Regions from separate parts of the Pan troglodytes genome. Here region 1 is linked to region 2. The links are chromatin contacts, called in public Hi-C maps. All regions are on one chromosome and are shown on one strand. Each heading gives the region's core, a stretch centred on a gene start, on an enhancer-like site or on the middle of the called end of the contact. The rest is flanking DNA. Distances are from core to core; before and after follow the strand shown.

Region 1 (5,640 bases), core at 150-2,649, 250 kb after region 2:
GCTCAGTGCAGATATTGCCTCTGAAAACTTCCGAAGCCCTCAAGCTTTTACAGCCAGGTCAGAATAAACCACTCCTGTGTGTTCTCCTAGCACCTTTGCTGCATCTCTTAGTGCAGTCAGTGAGTCTAGTTTGTCTTCCAGTTCATACTAACCTACCTTGTGAAAAGGAAGGGTCACATAATGAATTGTGTACTTTACAGTCTTCTCTAACAAAAGTGGGAGCTCTTCCATAGTGGGATACTGTTCAGGCTCTCATTCAATCATTACTGAGCACCTACCACGTGTCAGGCATTAGCTGAACTGCTGGGAATTCAGGGGTGAGGCAGACCCAATCCCTGCCCTCACCCTTAACATCTCCTGTAGCCTAGCCCAATGTCTAGCCCAGGGCCTGGCACAGTAGGGCTTACGGATGGCAATCTCATTGGAAAGTTTGTCTTGAAACTGCCTTTGCAAAACAAACACTGCTTTAACTTACCTTCTATGCTAAATATATTAATAAACATTTTCTCAAGATGCATTGTCCACTAATAGCTTAGTGTTGAAGAACAGGCCTTGGGTCAGATGGACCTGGATTAAAATCCCTGTTCCCTCCTCTTACTGCTTGAGGGACTTTGGACATGTTACCTGACTTCTCTGAACTTGAGCTTCCTGATCTGTAAAATGGAGACAGTAATACCTCACAGGGTTGTTGTGAGGTGAGGAGCCTGCCCTATAGCAAGTGTCCTGCCATATAGCAAGTGCGCAGTAAACACTGGCCATTCTTCTTCTTGGTGTGATTACTGGGAATTAGTTGCCATTGTGCTGTTGGGACTGGTGACAGAACTCTTGGATTGAGAATGCCGAGATGGTGCACGGAAGATTCTGTGTGCTCTTTCAGACCAGGAGGAGGATGAGGAGGAGGAAAGTTTATATGACGTAAATTCATTTGACCGTAAGATATGTATTTAAACATCGTGGACGATCTTGGGGGTCTGATGGGGAGTGGGGTTGCTGAAGCTCCAGCCACCCCTAGGCCCTCCACCTGGCAGGACCAAAGTTGGGGCAGTAGCCGAAGCACCGCCCCCCGGGCCCCGCAGGAGTGTGCAGTCACCTAGTTAGGCCTATCTTGGCCTGCCCATCACTCCTGGCCTGCGGTCTCCTAACCCTGTGGCAGCAGCAGCATTCCCTGAATGGATCGAAGGCTGCCATGGTGTCGTCCGCTGAATTGCTATAGGAGTCAGCCCAGGGCTGCTCATGTGCACCTCAGGTTGCTGATGGCAGCTCTAGTTATTTGGGGATGGAAGTTTGGGGAGAGTGGGCCTTGGTCCACCCTGTGCGAAAGGGAATTCCACCGCCCCCCGGGCGCCCGCCCCCGCCCCGCCCCCTCCCCGCCCCTTCCCCGCCGGGCCCCGGGCCCCGCCCCCGCTCTCCATAGTTACCGCGCTGTGGAGGCGGCGGCCATCTTGGCGGCGGAGCGATGAGCGGGTCTAACCCGAAGGCTGCGGCCGCGGCGTCGGCGGCTGGGCCCGGGGGGCTGGTGGCTGGCAAGGAGGAGAAGAAGAAGGCGGGCGGCGGCGTCCTGAACCGCCTGAAGGCGCGGCGGCAGGCGCCCCACCACGCGGCCGACGACGGCGTCGGGGCAGCGGTCACGGAGCAGGAGCTGCTGGCGCTGGACACCATCCGGCCCGAGCACGTCCTGCGCCTCAGCCGGGTCACCGAGAGTGAGTGCCGCGCGGGCCGCGCCCTCCCCTCGCGCCGTGCCCCGGCTCCCGGAGCCTTCAGCGGACCCGGCCACTTGACCAGAGCGGGGGTCCCCCCCAGACCCCTTCGGCCGGCCGGGCCGCGCTTCCCGCTGCCCCGCCGGCCGGGCTTTGCCCCCGCCACGCTCACGTAGCTCTGGTGGGGAAGGACTCCTGGGCTGGACCGCATTCCTGTGAGTCCGGCCACGCTAGGATGCCCTTCGGCCGGTCGGCTCCCCAGCTCTGCCGGACCTGTTTGGGTAGAGGGCCCCGTTCAGCTGAACTGGATCCTCCTGAGCCGGCCGGGGGCCGAGGTCCCCTAATAAATGGGCCCCTGGGCCCTCAACCTGGAACCCCCGGCCATCAGTGAAGTTCCCGCTCAGCCAGGCCCCCCCAGCCCTCTGGCAGGCCAGAAGCCTTACCTGCTTCCTCCGCCCCGGCCCCATGGCAGCCCTCCCCCGTTGCAGCCTGCCCGGCCTCCCTCCCTCTTTGGGTCGGGAGCGTTGCCCCTTAGTGTGCAGATGGGTTCTTCCTCAAAACACATAGCCGTGGCATTTCCTGCTCATTTAAAACTGTGCCACATTAAAACAAAAATAAAGTTTCAGTTTGTGTACAGACTCCGACATGTGACTCCTGCTTTTGACATTCTCGTGAATTAAGAATGATTTCAGGGTTTCAGAAATGCGTTTCCTGCACAAAAGGCAACCATCCTAAGCTTTTTCGTTGATAGGAGGATGGGTGGGAAGAAAAATGTTGCCCAGTCCCTGCCCTGGGTGATCTCCCTTTTTCTGTTCTCTGCCAAGCCAGTCCCTGACTTGACGTCTTTTCTCTTGCTGCTGCTTCAGGAGTGTGCACTCACCTAGTTAGGCCTATCTTGGCCTGCCCATCACTCCTGGCCTGCAGTCTCCTAACCCTGTGGCAGCAGCAGCATTCCCTGGATGGATCGAAGGCTGCCATGGTGTCTGCTGAGCTGCTATAGCAGGCAGCCCAGGACTGTTCAGGTGCACCTCAGGTTGCCGATGGCAGCTCTAGTAATTTGGGGATGGAGGTTTGGGGGGAGTAGGCCTTGGTCCACCCTGTGCGAAAGGGAATTCCCATTTCCTAAAAGAGTTTTAATTTGATTCTAGATATTTGGATGCCCCCGTTTCCCAATACTGTTTGGGTTGAGACTGTCCTTACCAGACCTGAGCGTATCTTTAGACATTCTTGCTAGTTTTATTGAAACAGTGTGAAAAAGCTTCTTTTCTTCTGAACCAGTTTTCATTTGGGGCTCTGAAAGTACAGATGCTCAGCACCTGGTCTTGGTAACCTCATGCCCTCTCCTGCCATCCAAGTGAGTTAGGGTATTCTGTGCCTGGCCCTAAGCAGGATTCTCAGTGGGCACTCAGATCCTATCTGGGGGCTTGGGATTGTTGCTCATTGTCCAAACCCACCTCTGCAGCTTCTTAGAGAGAGTCTGGCAACCTCTTTGTTACTCTTCTTAACGTCTCGTTCATTCTATCCAGCAGATTATTTGAGTACCCTCTAAGAGTCCAAAGCCAATGTTAGCCTTTTTAGCAGTTACAGAATAATCAGTAGTTGTCAAGTTTGCCGTCTTAATAAAGAGACAACTTGTAAAACACGAAAACAACTAACTCAGGCAATAAAAGATCAAGTATCAAAATGAGCTGTGGAGAAGATGCTATCCGGAATCATCCTAGAAAGAAATCAGTGAAATTGGCTGTAATTAGAATTATTTCAATTTGCTGCTCACGTTCTAGTCACTTGGGCCTAATGTCTTCACCGGCAGATTTATCCTCTTGCCTGGATATGTATGATATGTATTGTCTACTGTATGATTTTGTGTAGCCCACAAACTAAGATTAGGTTTGTACATTTTTAAATGGTTGAAAAAAACTTTAAAATCTTGAGACACGTGGTTATGTAAAATTCATATTTCAGTGTCCATAAATACAGTTTTACTGGAATATAGCCACATTCATTCATTTGCGTATTGTCTGTGGATGCTTTTGTGGCTACAATGATAGAGTTGAGTAGTTGTGACAGAGACCATGTGGCGGCAAAGCCTAAATTATTTAGAATCTGGCTCTACAGAAAAGTTTGCTGATCTCGGCTTTCTTACACTGACAGTTGGCAAACTAACGTTGGCAAACTAGCACTGTATTATCTGCTAAGTCAGTTTAAATGTCTTAGATTGGAATTCTATAAAAAGTTCGCCCTGTTCTGACATCCAACTTGATAGATGATGAAAGATTTTTATGTGTTTCCAAAGAAATCCACCTTTTCTATCCTAGTTTCTAAAAGTTTTGCAATTTTTCATCCAAAGCAAGTCCTTGTTATTTTTTTTCTTTGTTGGATCCCCTAATTCTGTCCATACAACTTCTGCTGGTGATAACACATGAGAAAGTTTTTGGGAGTATTTTAAGTGTGTTGTGTAAGAAAAAATCTGAGTTTGCTTCAAAACTTGAGAATTAAATAAATGGTAGTTTTGGAGGATTATTTAACAGTGTTGGTTTCTCTCTCTTGTTTTCAGATTATTTATGTAAACCCGAAGACAACATCTACAGTATTGATTTCACCCGCTTCAAAATTCGAGATTTGGAGACAGGGACAGTACTGTTTGAGATTGCCAAACCTTGCGTTTCAGGTAGGCCTCTACGTTGTGGTGACCACTAGACAGTTTTGAGCCAAAGGTCTTTGAAACTCAAATCTTTGTGTGCCACTGCATCCTGTTTCTTGGACTCCAGTGTGTCCCACTTCTGTGACCTCTTCCCGTGGCCTGGCCTGCCAGGCATGGTGGTTTGAAGCTGCGTTCAGAGGCTGATGTTTGTTGGATGTCTATTCTGTGCTGGTCACTGTGTTCCACGTCTTTGTGCACATCAGTGTATGTAATCCTCACACCTCTTTGAGGAATTACTGTTATCTCTGTTTTACAGCGAAGGATCTGAGGCCTACAATTCCCAGGCGGCTCTTTCCTAAGGCCCTGTGCTGGTTCATCTTACCATGTTGCCTCCAGTTGGGAAAGGAATCCTTGAAATTAAACTATAATGAGGAAAACTCACCTGAGCCTGGTGCCCTCTTGGAGGGTGATAGGGAGGATCCTGGTCCAGACATGAGGCAGTTTGAGCCATCTTCTTGCTCTCTTTTACATATTGCCTTGGAGTTCCCAGACCTAGTTTGGATTTTAATCTCAACCATTTTCTGGAAGAACAGACCCAGGAACTCAACTACTTGGGGTTCCTTAAATTAGCCTCCCATAGCCGCTTCCTGTGCTTGTGATAAAGTGCCAGGCTGATCTGGACCACAGAAGCCTTTGGAGCACCTCACTGGAGGTTTAGCGCCCCCTGGAGTTAGTCATTTGTAGAACACTGGTACAGATACCCATAGTATCAGTGTGGTTTGTAAACTTACTTTGCAGTGTTTCTCATCTGATTTGCTACTTAGAGCCTGCAAATTTGATAAGGCCCCGATTTCACCCCTACCTGGTGGTATTTGTGCTATCACAATCTAATACTGACCAAGGCACCCAGAGGCTCAAGTTCATGGGTAATTTTGTTGTTGTTTTGTGGGTTTTTTTTTTTTTGTGTTGTTTGTTTTGAGACACAGTCTTGGTCTGTCACCCAGGCTGGTGTGCAGTGGCACAATCTCGGCTCACTGCAACCTCTGCCTCCTGGGTTCAAGAGCTTCTCCTGCCTCAGCCTCCCAAGTAGCTGAGATTACAGGTGCCCACCACCATGCCTAGCTAATTTTTGTATTTTTAATAAAGACGGGATTTCACCATGTTGGTCAGGCTGGTGTCAGACGCCTGACCTTTGATTCGCCTGCCTTGGTCTCCCAAAGTGCTGGGATTACAAGTGTGAGCCACCGCGCCTGGTTGCTCATGGGTAGTTTTTTATTGGGATGGTCAGATCAAGACCAGCTA
Region 2 (6,403 bases), core at 2,122-4,621:
CCAAAAGAGATAAATATTCAATAAAATTACTTTAAGTCTTTCCTAGGACTCTAGGAGAGTCAGGAATGCCACGTTGATTCTCCAGTATTGGATGGTAGAAAGTATGACCTTGGAGCTTGGGTGGACAAGAGGGGCTGAATGTGCTAGTGAAGGCATTGTTCAGTGTCACAGGCACATAATCACTTGTAAGATTTTAGAACTAAAAGCAACAATGACCATATCCAGTGCAACCTTGACTATGTAAAATGCAGACTGGGAGAGGCAGAACTGCTAGGAGGTCAGAACAGACTCTGAATAAAAACTGGCCAGTATTCAGGCCAGGCGCTGTGGCACATGCCTGTAATCCCAGCACTTTGGGAGGCGGAGGCAGGTGGATCACTTGAGGTTAGCAGCTTGAGACCAGTCTGGGCAACCTGGTGAAACCCCTCATCTCTACTAAAAAGATGAAAATTAGCTGGGCATGGCAGTGCGCAGCTGTAATCCCAGCTACGCAGGAGGCTGAGGCACGAGAATCTCTTGAACCCAGGAGGCGAAGGTTGCAGTGAGCTGAGACTGTGCCGCTACACTCCAGCCTGCACGACAGAGCCAGACTCCATCTCAATAAATACAATAAATAAATAAAATTAGCCTGCATTCAAATCATTATTCTGCAAATTACTAGTAGTCATCTCTGGGTAAGTGTTTAATCAAGTTTTTACATCTCTAATGTGAACAGTATGCCTATCTCACAGGGTTATTGTAATGGTTAAATAAGATACTACATGAAATGCTTTGCTTGAATCTTCACATCTAGTGACACCAAAAGATAGTTTTTCTATTATGAAAGGAATGAGGGAAGATGACAATGTAGCGTATCATATAGTAAGTTTGCATTCGAAAAACAGAAGAGGGAGTTCAAATCCATTGATCCCGGCCTGGCGTGGTGGCTCAGGCCTGTAACCTCAGCATTTTGGGAGGCTGAGGTGGGTGGATCACTTGAGGTTAGGAGTTCAAGACAAACCTGGCCAACATGGAGAAACCCCATCTCTGCTGAACATAGAAAAATCAGCCAGGCATGATGGCGGGCGCCTTTAATCCCAGCTACTGGGAAGCTGAGGCAGAAGAATCGATTGAACCTGGGAGGCCGAGGTTGCAGTGAACGGAGACAGTGACATCGCACTCCAGCCTGGGCAACAAGAGCAAAACTCCGTCTCAAAAAAATAAAGAAAAATAAAAAAAACAAATCCCTCGAACTTTTTCTCTTTTTTTTTTTTTTTTGAGATGGAGTCTTGCTCTGTCACCAGGCTGGAATGTAGTGGCGCCATCTCGGCTCACTGCAACCTCCGCCTCCCGGGTTCAAGAGATTCTCCTGCCTCAGCCTCCCGAGGAACTGGGACTACAGGCGCGCGCCACCACGCCCAGCTCATTTTTGTATTTTTAGTAGAGACGGGGTTTCACCATGTTGGCCAGGATGGTCTCAATCTCTTGACCTTGTGATCCGCCCGCTTCGGTCTCCTAAAGTGCTGGGATTGCCACTAGCTTTCTATCAGTAACTCTAAATACTCAATATCCTGATCTGTAAAATCTGGTTAACCATACAGGCCGGGTGAGGTGGCTCACGCCTGTAATCCTAGCACTTTGGGAGGCTGAGGCGGGCGGCTCACCTCAGGTCGGGAATTCGAGACCAGCCTGACCAACAAGGAGAAACCCCGTCTCTACTAAAAATACAAAAAAATTAGCCGGGCGTGGTGGCGCATGCCTATAATCCCAGCTACTCACGACGCTGAAGCGGGAGAATCGCTTGAACTCAGGTGGCGGAGGTTGCGGTGGGCCGAGATCGCGCCACTGCGCTCCAGCCTGGGCAACAAGAGTGAAGACCCGTCTCAAAAAAAAAAAGTACCTACACCTCATAAATTGTTAAAAATACTAAATACAGGCTGGGCGGGTTGCTCACGCCTGTAATCCTAACAATTTGATCCGCTGAGACGGGAGAATCACCTGAGCTCAGGAGTTCGAGACCAGCCTGAGCAACATGGTGAAACCCCCTAGTTTATCAATCTAAAAAAATAAGAAGGAAAGAAAAAAAGCTAAATACACACCATGGCACTTGACCCATAGCAACTGTTGAAAAACCACAATGGCACGGTTACTAAATAAGCGAGGCATAGCCTTCTCCGCCTTAGGGGTAAAAATGCCCAGTTCCGGTTTTGAGGCAAATGAGGAGATACTAGGGATGAGCTGTCAGAGTCGACTCTTCAGCCATCAACGCCTCGCGGTGCTTCCTGCCTGCCCTTCCTCAGATGCTCCCCTTGCCCTATCAATACGTCCACCCCAGGTAGGTCGGACACCCTACGAACATTCCGCGTTCCCCGGGAGCAAATGATGCTAGGAAAACAGGGTGCGGGCTCTTATTTGGCCGGAGTGGAGTGACCAGGTCAGCGCCGCAGCTGCTAACCACCACCCACCACAGTTTTGAAAGTTCCTGGGCTTTTTCCGGCCTGAGGGCCGACGCTGTTTGCAAAATCACATGCACTCCCTGGAGCGGGGTTAGGAATCTAGAGTTTCCAAATCCCTGGAACCTTCAGCATCTCGCCAAGCCTCCCTCATCAAAGGAGGGAAGTGAAATCAGAGCCCCACTCCGGCTGTTTTAGAAGTTTTCCCGAATCCGTGATCCCTTTACAAAGCCCGGGCCCTGGCCTGCGGGGCGGGGCGCGCGAACGGCGAGCTGTTCCACCAGAGATCCCTCCACGACCTCCAGCGGCATCCGCGACCCTGCAGCTTGCTCTCCAGCCACGGCGAGACGGGCCGGGGGAGAGGCGAGCGGGAAGGGCGAACGGCGACCCCCGCGCTGCCCCGGGGCCGCTTCCCCCTACGGTGCTGCCCCAGGCAGGAGGCGGACAAGGCTCATTTGGACCCCCCGAGGCCGGTGCAGGCGGGCTTGGGCCCTCCAAAGGCTCAGCTTTTGGGTTTCTAAGTAAAATATTGGAATAATAAAAATAAAGGAAGTGACGACGGCGCGAAGGACGGCCCGGGCCTGCGAGGAGAGGCTGCCTCATCCTCCACCCGTGAGGGGGCGCCGTGAGGGGTCTGCGCGGAGGCGGGGGGAGGGGAGGCCGGGGGGAGGGGAGCCCTGGGGGAGGGGACAGCAGGGAAGGCGGGGGCCTCAGGCACCGAGGAGGAGAGGGCAGGGGCGCGGGGGCCTCACCGGGGGTCCTCGAAGCGCACGAAGGCGAAGGGCACGAGGCCGTGCCGGTTCTTGAGCTCGATCTCGCGGATGCGGCCGTACTTGTAGAACAGGTCCTCCAAGTCCTTCTCGCGCACGTCGGTCGGAAGGTTCCCCACGTAGATGCGCCCGTCGCCCTCGCCGCCGCGCTCGTCCGCCCAGCCCGACATCCGCACCGCCCGACGCCGCGGGCCCGCCGCAGCCCACGTCGCCGCCGCCGCCGCCGCCGCCTCAGCACGGGTCCCCCCGCAGCGTCCCCGCGGGCTCCGAGGCGCTCAGCCGCACTGCATTGTGGGAACGCGGAGCGGAAGCGAAGGGGTCGGCGGAGGCAAAAGGAGTCCTCTTAAAGGGAACGCGGCTGCGACCATTGCGCGTGCGCGCAGGCCGGCGCCCCCTGGAGGTGCGAAGGGCCTTCGGGCGCTGACAGGGAGAGCCTGGGGCCGGGCTGTGTGGATGCCATCCCCGAGCGCGGTTCGCGCTCGGCTGAGGCGCTGGACAAGTGACTTGGGCTCCCGCGCCTCAGTTTCTCTCTGTGGCGCCGCCTACCTCACAGACTTGTGAGCACTCACTGACGTGGGTAGCGCCCAGGGCCTGCGGGGCGCAGGAGAGCTGGAGTCAGGCGGAGACCGCAGGCTGACCCCGCAGCGGCCGGGCTGTCGCGGCCCCCAGCCTCAGGTCAGTAGGCCCCCGGGCCACCCTGTCCCCATTTTACAGTTGCTCAGAACTGACGGTGTCAGCATGAGATGGACTCCATATCTTGGCCTTGAGTTTGTCGGAGTCGAGGGAGTAAGACTCTTAATGAGTATCACAGCGATCACTATAGAGTGCATCCGACTTGTGCTTTTCATCCTCTCCCGGGCGGAGTCTGAGGCCACAGAGGGGTCAGGAATGGAACCCAGAGCCATGCTCGCATCCTAAGTACTGAGTCCTTATGGAGCTCAGGTAGACACCCACCTTGGCACTTACTTTTCCACATTCACATCCCAGAACGCGGAGCATTGAACCCAGGGACCTTACAGTGAGGCCTTGCACCAGAAGACTTTTTGTTTTTGATACAGGGTCTTATTCTGTTGCTCAGGCTGGAGTGCAATGGCGCGAACACGGCTCACTGCAGTCTCGATCTCGCTGGACTCAGGTGATCCTCCCACCTCGGGGCGCCGTGAGGGGTCTGCGCTGCGTCCAGCTAGTTTATTTTCTATTTTTTGTAGAGAGGCTGGTCTCGAACTCCTGGGCTCAACCGATCCTCCAGCCTTGGCCTCCCAAAGTGTTGGATTACCGGCTTGAGCCCGGCGCCCGGCTGGAATACTCCTAACCTAAAGATTGTTCAGGCTGGGTGCGGTGGCTCACGCCTGTAATCCCAACACTTTGAGAGGCCAAGGCGGGAGGATCACTTGAGGTCAGGAGTTCGAGACTAGCCTGGGCAACATGGGGAAACCCCGTTTCTACTAAAAATACAAAAATTAGCTGGGCGTGGTGGCGTGTTCCTATAATCCCAGTTACGCGGGAGGCTGAGGCAGGAGAATTGCTTGAGCCCGGGAGGCGAAGGTTGCAGTGAGCCGAGATCATGCCACTGCACTTCAGCCTGGGTGACAGAGTGAGACTGTCTCAAAAATAAATAAAGATTTTTCATATTAAAAATGAAACCTGGCTGGGCGTGGTGGCTCATGCCTGTAATCCCAGCACTTTAGGAGGCTGAGGTGGGTGGATCACTTGAGGCCAGGAGTTCAAGACCAGCCTGGCCAACATGGCAAGACCCGCCCCCCTACTAAAAATACAAAAAAAAAAAAAAAAAAAAAAAATTAGCCAAGCTTGGTGGCACGCCTGTAGTCCCAGCTGCTTGGGAGGATGAGGCACGAGAATCGCTTGAATCTGGGAGGCAGAGGTTGCAGTGAGCCGAGATTGTGCCACTGCACTCCTCCAGCCTGGGTGACAGAGGGAGACTCTGTCTCAAAAACAAGACAAAACAAAAACAAACAAAAAAAGGGACTAAAACCACACATTTAATCAGAAGGTAGTTGATTTCTCATTATACCATCTGAGCGTTTTAAAATCAAAACAAACCAAAGACTAGACACCCACATATACTACTGAGTGTATATCTTTTTTGGAATACAAGTTGATAGTATACATCAGGCTTTCATAATATACATATACCCTTCGATCTTGTAATTCTGCTTGTAGGATTTTGTGTTTGTTTGTTTTGAGACGGAGTCTTACACTGTCACCCAGGCTGCAGTGCAGTGGCGTGATCTCGGCTCACTGCAAGCTCCGCCTCCCGGGTTCATGCCATTCTCCCGCCTCAGCCTCCCGAGTAGCTGGGACTACAGGTGCCTGCCACCACGCCCGGCTGATTTTTTTATATTTTTAGTAGAGACAGGGTTTCACCGTGTTAGCCAGGACGATCTCAATCTCCTGACCTCGTGATCCGCCTGCCTCAGCCTCCCAAAGTGCTGGGAATACAGGCGTGAGCCACCGCGCCCAGCTGCTTGTAGGATTTTTATCAGACGGAAATAAGCAAGAGATTCTCATAATAAATTACATGTGTATATTTATCATTGCATTCTGTGCAATTAAAAAAATTAAACTTGATAATAAGGGAGTGGCTCAACACATTAACTTTGAATGTTACACAATTATTGTCATGTTTTTAATATGACAGAGATATTAAAGTCACAGTAATTTACAGTTAAAGTGAATTGAAAGTGGTGTTTAATGTATACACATATATAGTGTATTTGCTGCTTGTAACAAAAAAAAAATAGAAAGAAAAAGCTTTCCAAATGTTGTGGTTGTGGAGATATCTCTTGATGGCAGTTATTTTTATGTTTTTATTTATGCTTTTCTGTATTTCTCAAATTGTAATTAGCATGCACTACTTTTATAATTGGAATAAAACACAATAAATGATTCCTAAAATAAAACCATTATAACTGTCTGTTGTATTCTGGATTATATAAAGCGTCTAGCTGTTCTCTAGACAAGCAGGAAAGAGCCCTGGCCAAATATGATCTCGAGTCTAAGTGTGCAGCCTTATAGGAGCTTACATATCCTATAGGCATCCGAAAGTCCAGATGCCTTCTCATTTTGGGTGGTGTGCTTAGGTGTATTAATACCATTCTCTGAGTCCTACCACTCCTATGTGATTGTTGCCTGGAAAGACAAAAAAGGGAAAAAAAGTGCTGTTGGAAACAATTGGGCAGT

What was found. Hi-C and Micro-C count contacts between places; a contact is called where the count stands out from the background.
Region 1: a Hi-C map of stem cell-derived neural progenitor cells shows a contact between it and region 2, with 4 times the contacts expected there. The contact joins the promoter of UNC119B here to the promoter of SRSF9 in region 2. A contact is called at or near these places in 2 of 7 Hi-C or Micro-C datasets (induced pluripotent stem cells and stem cell-derived neural progenitor cells).

What each region holds. Positions count from the first base shown.
Region 1 is chr10:127,523,931-127,529,570 of NHGRI_mPanTro3-v2.0_pri, forward strand. UNC119B (unc-119 lipid binding chaperone B) reads left to right here and starts at 1,400. Exons shown (of 5, transcript XM_001162824.6): 1 at 1,400-1,700; 2 at 4,252-4,365. The coding sequence starts at 1,457.
Region 2 is chr10:127,276,850-127,283,252 of NHGRI_mPanTro3-v2.0_pri, forward strand. SRSF9 (serine and arginine rich splicing factor 9) reads right to left here and starts at 3,372. Exons shown (of 4, transcript XM_001160785.7): 1 at 3,185-3,372. The coding sequence starts at 3,372.